Regions from separate parts of the Drosophila melanogaster genome. Here region 1 is linked to region 2. A link is a contact called in public Hi-C data. All regions are on one chromosome and are shown on one strand. The core of a region is the stretch at or near the end of the contact, and the rest is flanking DNA. Distances in the headings are between cores, read along the strand shown. Region 1 holds the start of CG11403. Region 2 holds the start of Hmt4-20 (Histone methyltransferase 4-20).

Region 1 (3,085 bases), core at 96-2,595, 580 kb after region 2:
CGCTGATCTAGAATCTTAAGCAATCGGCGAATTATGAAGATGATTTGGTTGATTTTCAGGAGATTCTTGGTGGTGAAACGCTTTTGGAAGTGGTCCTTATAGCCGGAGATCTGCACCTTGGCCCGCTCCAACTGCTGACGGCTGATTTCGGAGCCGTGCAGCTGGGCCACGCTGTCCAGTAGGTTGTGAGCCTCATCTACTATGACGATTGACCCCTTAAGACTTATACCCAGCTGGTTACGGGCGGACTTCTGGAGCAGCAGTTGATACGGCAGTAGTATAAGTTGAGCGTGCTCCACAGCGGATCTTGAGGCGTAATACGAGCAGCCACCGCAGGCGGTCCCCTCATTGGCCAGCTCCTCGATGTCCAGCGGTTCGGTCAAAGCCAAATCCCTGAGGGATTCCACCAGGGAAGCCGCTTTAAACGGGCATCTACTGTTGGCCTCTGCAGTTAGCCGACTTTTTTTGCTGGGATTGGGGCGTGCTTTCTTGGTAGCCATATCCAGGCACCGCTCGTTCATCAGGCCGACATGCTTCAGCTTCCGGACTGCGGGATTCCCGCACAGCTGCTGCCGCGAGCCCAGGGAAATGGACCTTACCGACTGGCCATGAGGTGTTTTCCGCAGTTCGGCCACAATTTGTGCCAACTGCGAATGGGTGCGGCTGCAAAAGAAGATTTGCACAGGGCGATAGCGGTCTTCGGCTGCTTCCTGCGGTCCATCGGCGGTTTCGTGTTCTGAATCCGAGTCGGATTCAGGATCCAGGTCCTTCTCCAGTTCCTCAAGCTTGCCTGGGTGCACCCTTCCTTGCCGCTTATGCTTTTTAGCCCCTTTCCTGATCTGATCCAGCTGCTGCTCTTGTTTGTCCAGCAAAGCCTGCAGGTGCTGCAATCTAAGGAGCTCCGCCCGCTGTGCTCTGGACTTTCCCTGGCTCTCCAGCCAGTTACTGGACTGCTCGCTCTCCTCCTTGAGTTTAGCCAACTCCTGTTCTACTCCGCGAATCCTGGCCAGCATTTCCGTGCGCACCAGCTCCTCGTGCCTAGCCAGCCAGGTGAGGGCGCCGCAGGTGAGGGTGAGGGACTTCCCCGTTCCCGTTGGACTCTCGAATATGCCCACCTGACCTCTCTCGAGCACTTGGAAGAGCTCCTGCATCAGCTGCTCCTGGATTTCGTACGGTGAGTACGGGAATCCGAACTCCTGGGCGCCGGGCGTGTCCAGCCGCTGGTTGGGCGTGTACTGGGACATTTTCGAGATGTTTTATATCCTTATTTTACATTTTTGCGTCAAAAGAGGCAGAAATTGCAAAATGCCAAGACAAAACGACGCGCCAAGAAGAAGAAGAACAAAAATGGGCTAACGCGTTGGCGAGGCATATTCAAGTAAGTGATGGAACATGATGGCGGCAATGAATACGATATTTAAAACTTTTGCGCCGTTACGCTTAAAAACATCTTAAGTGAATGCTTAAAAACAAATGGAATCATAAGTTCAGCTAATAATATCTTTAAACGTATTTAAATGCTGTACTCTTGTCAAAAATCTTAAGATTCGTGAAACGATATATTTAAAGCCACCGATAACCGGCATCGATAGCGCCTGCGTTGTCACTAAAAAATACTGCGGTCCGCATAGCCGCCAAAATTCATAAATTACAACAGCAACAAGTGGCAAGTAGAAGAACGAAGCAAAAAAAGTGAAACCGAGAACAAAAAGCGCAAAATGTGGATACCTGCTGTGAGTAATGGTTGAAAAGTATAGTACACATGCAAATTGAATGCAACACTTGCTTGGTAAACATTAACGATTGATTGATTGCCAATTAGTCATGATCAGCGCTATAAAATTTCGTAAGCTGCTGATGCCATCTCGCTCTGCCAAGATGTCGTCCATTTTAATTTCGATTTAACGACTTTAATGGCTGGATTTCGCGTTAAAAGATTTTGAAAAATATTCACTTGGCTTTCAATATTCAGATTAAATATTCAGGCGAGATGAAAAATATGTTCAGCATCCCATTGCTGCCATCTCTTCTCTGCGTCTCTTTAAATCCTAATTTGCGGTACTTTCCAAGTCTTTCATCTTACATACACATCCATACTTACAAATGTTTATATATACATTCATATGTTTATGATAAATCGATCGTCCATCTTTATTTGCAATTATCGCACTAAATATTCGGCTACTTTTGTTTTTAACATTGTTCCTAATGCTTTCAAGTAACTATATACAATACATTATACCTCCACAACAAAATCGACCCAGACTAATTTAGTTATATTGTGATTAAGACAAGTTGGTATGCATCAATAGATTATTTATTTTCTGTGCCATTTGATATGGCAATATAGTAATTAACAATTTAAAAAATCTAAATCGTTTGCTCTCATTACTCAAATTGAAATTGACTTAAGATCATGGAACCCAACTTTAAGGGAAAACTCTGTTTGATTCATTCTCGATTTCTATTCTTAAGCTGTTACTATAACTCCCCGAACTTTTACTCCAACTGAGCAATGCGCCAACTCCACCCAGATAGCCAGTTAATTGTGGGCGTAGGTTAATTAAGCATCGTTCTTGAACGGGGCACGCCCAATATTCTTTCACCGATCTCCTCGACAGAAAATCGAAGCGCAGCCACTGTTTCCTGACCTCCCGCTGAACCGCTGTGAGTCAGAGACCACAGACCACAGACCACAGACTTTTCCATCGAGACTCGACTTTTCCAGCGATTCCGATGGCGACGGGACCTTGGCAGACAGTGGGTCGTCAGTTGGTCTCCGTGTATATTGGGAGTGGTCCAAATCAAAGTTGCACCCCGGAGACATGTCCATTGGTCAGAGGCGCACTTGTGGTTTGCCTGCTGTCGGCCTGGGTGGCATAATTTTTGACTTAACGCACGTCTATAAATACGCGGTGCTGCAACACAGGTAAGACTATCTGAGCTGGAATACAAATACACCTGCGAGTGCCACTGCGATTGCTAATAGTATGCCTCAATGATAGTGCGTTCTCTGGTTATTTACGGCCGATATTTCATGCGATTAGGTGCCATAATTTATCAGACTTCTGAAGCAGCCGTTGCT
Region 2 (3,080 bases), core at 113-2,612:
CAAAAGGCACTTCGGTAATCCTGGAATACACACACTTACTGCCGAAAATATTTAAAATGAATGGGTACGCGTATATATTTATATGCTGGTGAACAAAAGGCGAGCATAACAAAAATGTCTTATCGATTTGCATGCGCAGCAGACAGTAATTGCAAATCTTGTATTTTCTTGAGTCTGTGCAACAACTGAAATACCTTTCTGGGCATAAACTATCATAAACACAAGTGGGTGGTGCTGGGAAACATCGCTGGAATTGAATATTTGTTTGTTGGTCGATTTGTTCTGAATGGAAACGAATGTCGTTTGCAAATTGCTCTCTCAGCTGTTTACAAACGCATACCACATAACGCAGGTGAGAGAGAGAGGGAGGCATATGCGCAGTGAGAATGGAAGATGAAGGGTTGCCAAGTGCGCAAAGGCTTGCAAATTAAGTACACTTGTGTGCGGGGTAACCGAAAAACGGGTGTTTACAATAAATTTCGCTGGGTGGATGTAGCTTTGTAATTTGAGTTCGCCAATTTTTTTTGTTGTTAACAGCATTTCGAAGCGGTTGCCAACCCTAGACGCTGGCTGGTTGCATGGTAACGAAAAATGGCGGCGCCTGTTACACACACTCACACACACATGCACGCACAGTCTGCTGTGTTTATGCACTTCATGCTGTTCCGATTTTTTTTTTGCACTTTTTCGATTTGTTGTCTGCATTTACCTTAAATGAATTTATTAACTAAGGCGATATTGTGCCTCTCGCTCAATCTCGCAAAACGATGCTTTGTCTGCTGCTTCTCTGTGCGTGTGTCCGTCTCTTTCCACGGCTTTTCGTCGAGACTCACATATACAAACGGCGACACACTGGATTGGAGCTGGACTCCGTTTTGGATGGCTTGGCTTTGGCTGCGTACCCAAAATAAATCGCGCTTGCAGTCCCAAATCATTTTAGTTCTTGACGCCTTTGTTCCACAAAAACTTCCAACCGCCGTCCATGGCTCGTGCTTTCTCTTTCGCTCGCGAGACGCTCCAAAAGTCGCGAGTATGGGAAGAGAATGTATCCCTCGCTCTTTCACGCCTAGAAGCGGCTGTAGCACACACAAGCACACGTAAACCCAGCCGTATGCATATACATATATTCCCTCTACTAGCGAGACGTGTGTACGTGCGTATGTATGTATGCTTTTTTCACTTCTTTCTCCTCTGCGTTCTTTGCACCAAGTGTCGCTGTTGCTATTTGCTACCGCCGCTCCTCTTGACGAATAAGTCGGGACTTGTATCAGCTCTAATTCGGACTTAGTTTACAAAATGCGGCTGCTTTTTTTCCGCGATACTCGGATTAGTGATGTAAAAAGACGTTGATGCTTCGACCACTGAAGTCAGTGCGATATGTATCGATAATTGAATGCCATCGATTGCTACGATTAAAACTGCCACCGCAGTTAGCGGAGACGCTCACCATTCTCTATTCGCCATTTGAAAGTATCGGTGTAATTTGTTTTCAGAGAAATTAATTTCCGTTTACTGTGCAATTCGGTGTGAAAGTGTTCAGATTTATCAATGCGTATTCTGCTTTCGACTTCGCCACCAATCTGTGCTGCAAGTTACCATTACCAGGTCCACCTGGTTCCCGCCAGTTTTCTTTCATTGTGGCTAGTTGTTGTTCGTGCCTTCGATAAAGACGTTTAGAGGTGTTTTTAGAGTTTCGCCATCTGGTCACTATAGCCGTTTCGTTTTTTACGTGAGTATTGTGAATTTGGTGTGTTGATTTATATCTCAGTTGGAGCCTGCGTGGAAATAGTGTCAGTACGTTTAAAGGCATCATCGTAAGGTTAGTCGGAAAACAAATAAAAAGCCTACAAATAGCAAGCAAGAACGCTTTCGCAACCACAAGAAAAACGAACATACGCACGCATCCATCTGTGGTAGAGTCGGCTTGTGTGGGGGTGAGTGGATGTGTGGGTGAGCATTTCTGGAAAGTGCCGTTCTCTATGTTTCGATTCTACTTATCCCTTCATCACCATTTCATCGTTGAATCATCACGAAAGAAACATCGAAAGTGCACAATCGTTTGTTATCTTTGTACGAAAACAACGGTGATTTCCACACAGGCATAACCTGCAAGAGTAATACGATACAAATTTTGATCTGATATGACCTCATTTTAGTCGGTTTGAATTTTAAAGAGAGCGACTCTGCAAACTGCAGGGATATGAACATACAAAATTCACAAATGATTGTTTGCATCCTAGTTGCTTATATTCATTTACACGCATGCTTATATGCTTACATCTGTTATCAATAATTGACGACTTGGTGCATGCGAAGCAAACGCATTGAAATGACTATTGGGATCCACACACTGTTAAAAAACACACTGATTGCACTGCCACACATTTCTCAACTAGAACCTAATGTTTTATACTGAACTTAACTGCAGGAAAGCCCAAAATGCCCAGCATCAAGTTGCAATCTTCGGATGAGGAGATCTTTGACACGGATATCCAGATCGCCAAGTGCTCCGGCACTATCAAGACCATGCTGGAGGACTGCGGCATGGAGGACGATGAGAATGCCATTGTGCCGTTGCCCAATGTGAATTCGACGATTCTTCGCAAGGTGCTTACCTGGGCTCACTACCACAAGGACGACCCCCAGCCAACGGAGGATGATGAGAGCAAGGAGAAGCGCACAGACGACATTATCTCATGGGATGCAGATTTCCTAAAAGTCGACCAGGGCACACTGTTTGAGCTGATATTGGCAGCGAACTATCTGGACATTAAGGGCCTTCTGGAGCTCACCTGCAAGACTGTTGCAAACATGATTAAGGGAAAGACTCCCGAGGAAATACGCAAGACCTTCAACATTAAGAAGGACTTTTCGCCCGCCGAGGAGGAGCAGGTGCGCAAGGAGAACGAGTGGTGCGAGGAGAAGTAAAGCGCGGCATTTCGCGGGACCAACATTAAGTTGAAACAGCTAGGGGATTCGGGAACGAATTGGATTTGCAGCATTGCAACTTTACTTAGTTGCTACTTTCATTTACATTTTTTTTTATTTTTAACCCCAGCAGAGACTCGATTTAAATTGTG

Evidence for each region. Hi-C and Micro-C count contacts between places; a contact is called where the count stands out from the background.
Region 1: a contact with region 2 is called in a Hi-C map of the Kc167 cell line, with 4 times the contacts expected there. The contact joins the promoter of CG11403 here to the promoter of Hmt4-20 in region 2. A contact is called at or near these places in 3 of 107 Hi-C or Micro-C datasets (the Kc167 cell line, the S2 cell line and the Sg4 cell line).

Annotation. Positions count from the first base shown.
Region 1 is chrX:1,238,539-1,241,623 of dm6, forward strand. It overlaps CG11403, which reads right to left and starts at 1,346. Exons shown (of 3, transcript NM_130542.4): 1 at 1-1,346. The coding sequence starts at 1,244.
Region 2 is chrX:654,671-657,750 of dm6, forward strand. Hmt4-20 (Histone methyltransferase 4-20) reads right to left here and starts at 1,363. Exons shown (of 3, transcript NM_130497.4): 1 at 710-1,363. SkpA (SKP1-related A) reads left to right here and starts at 1,444. Exons shown (of 2, transcript NM_166858.3): 1 at 1,444-2,114; 2 at 2,429-3,080. The coding sequence starts at 2,440. The coding sequence ends at 2,928.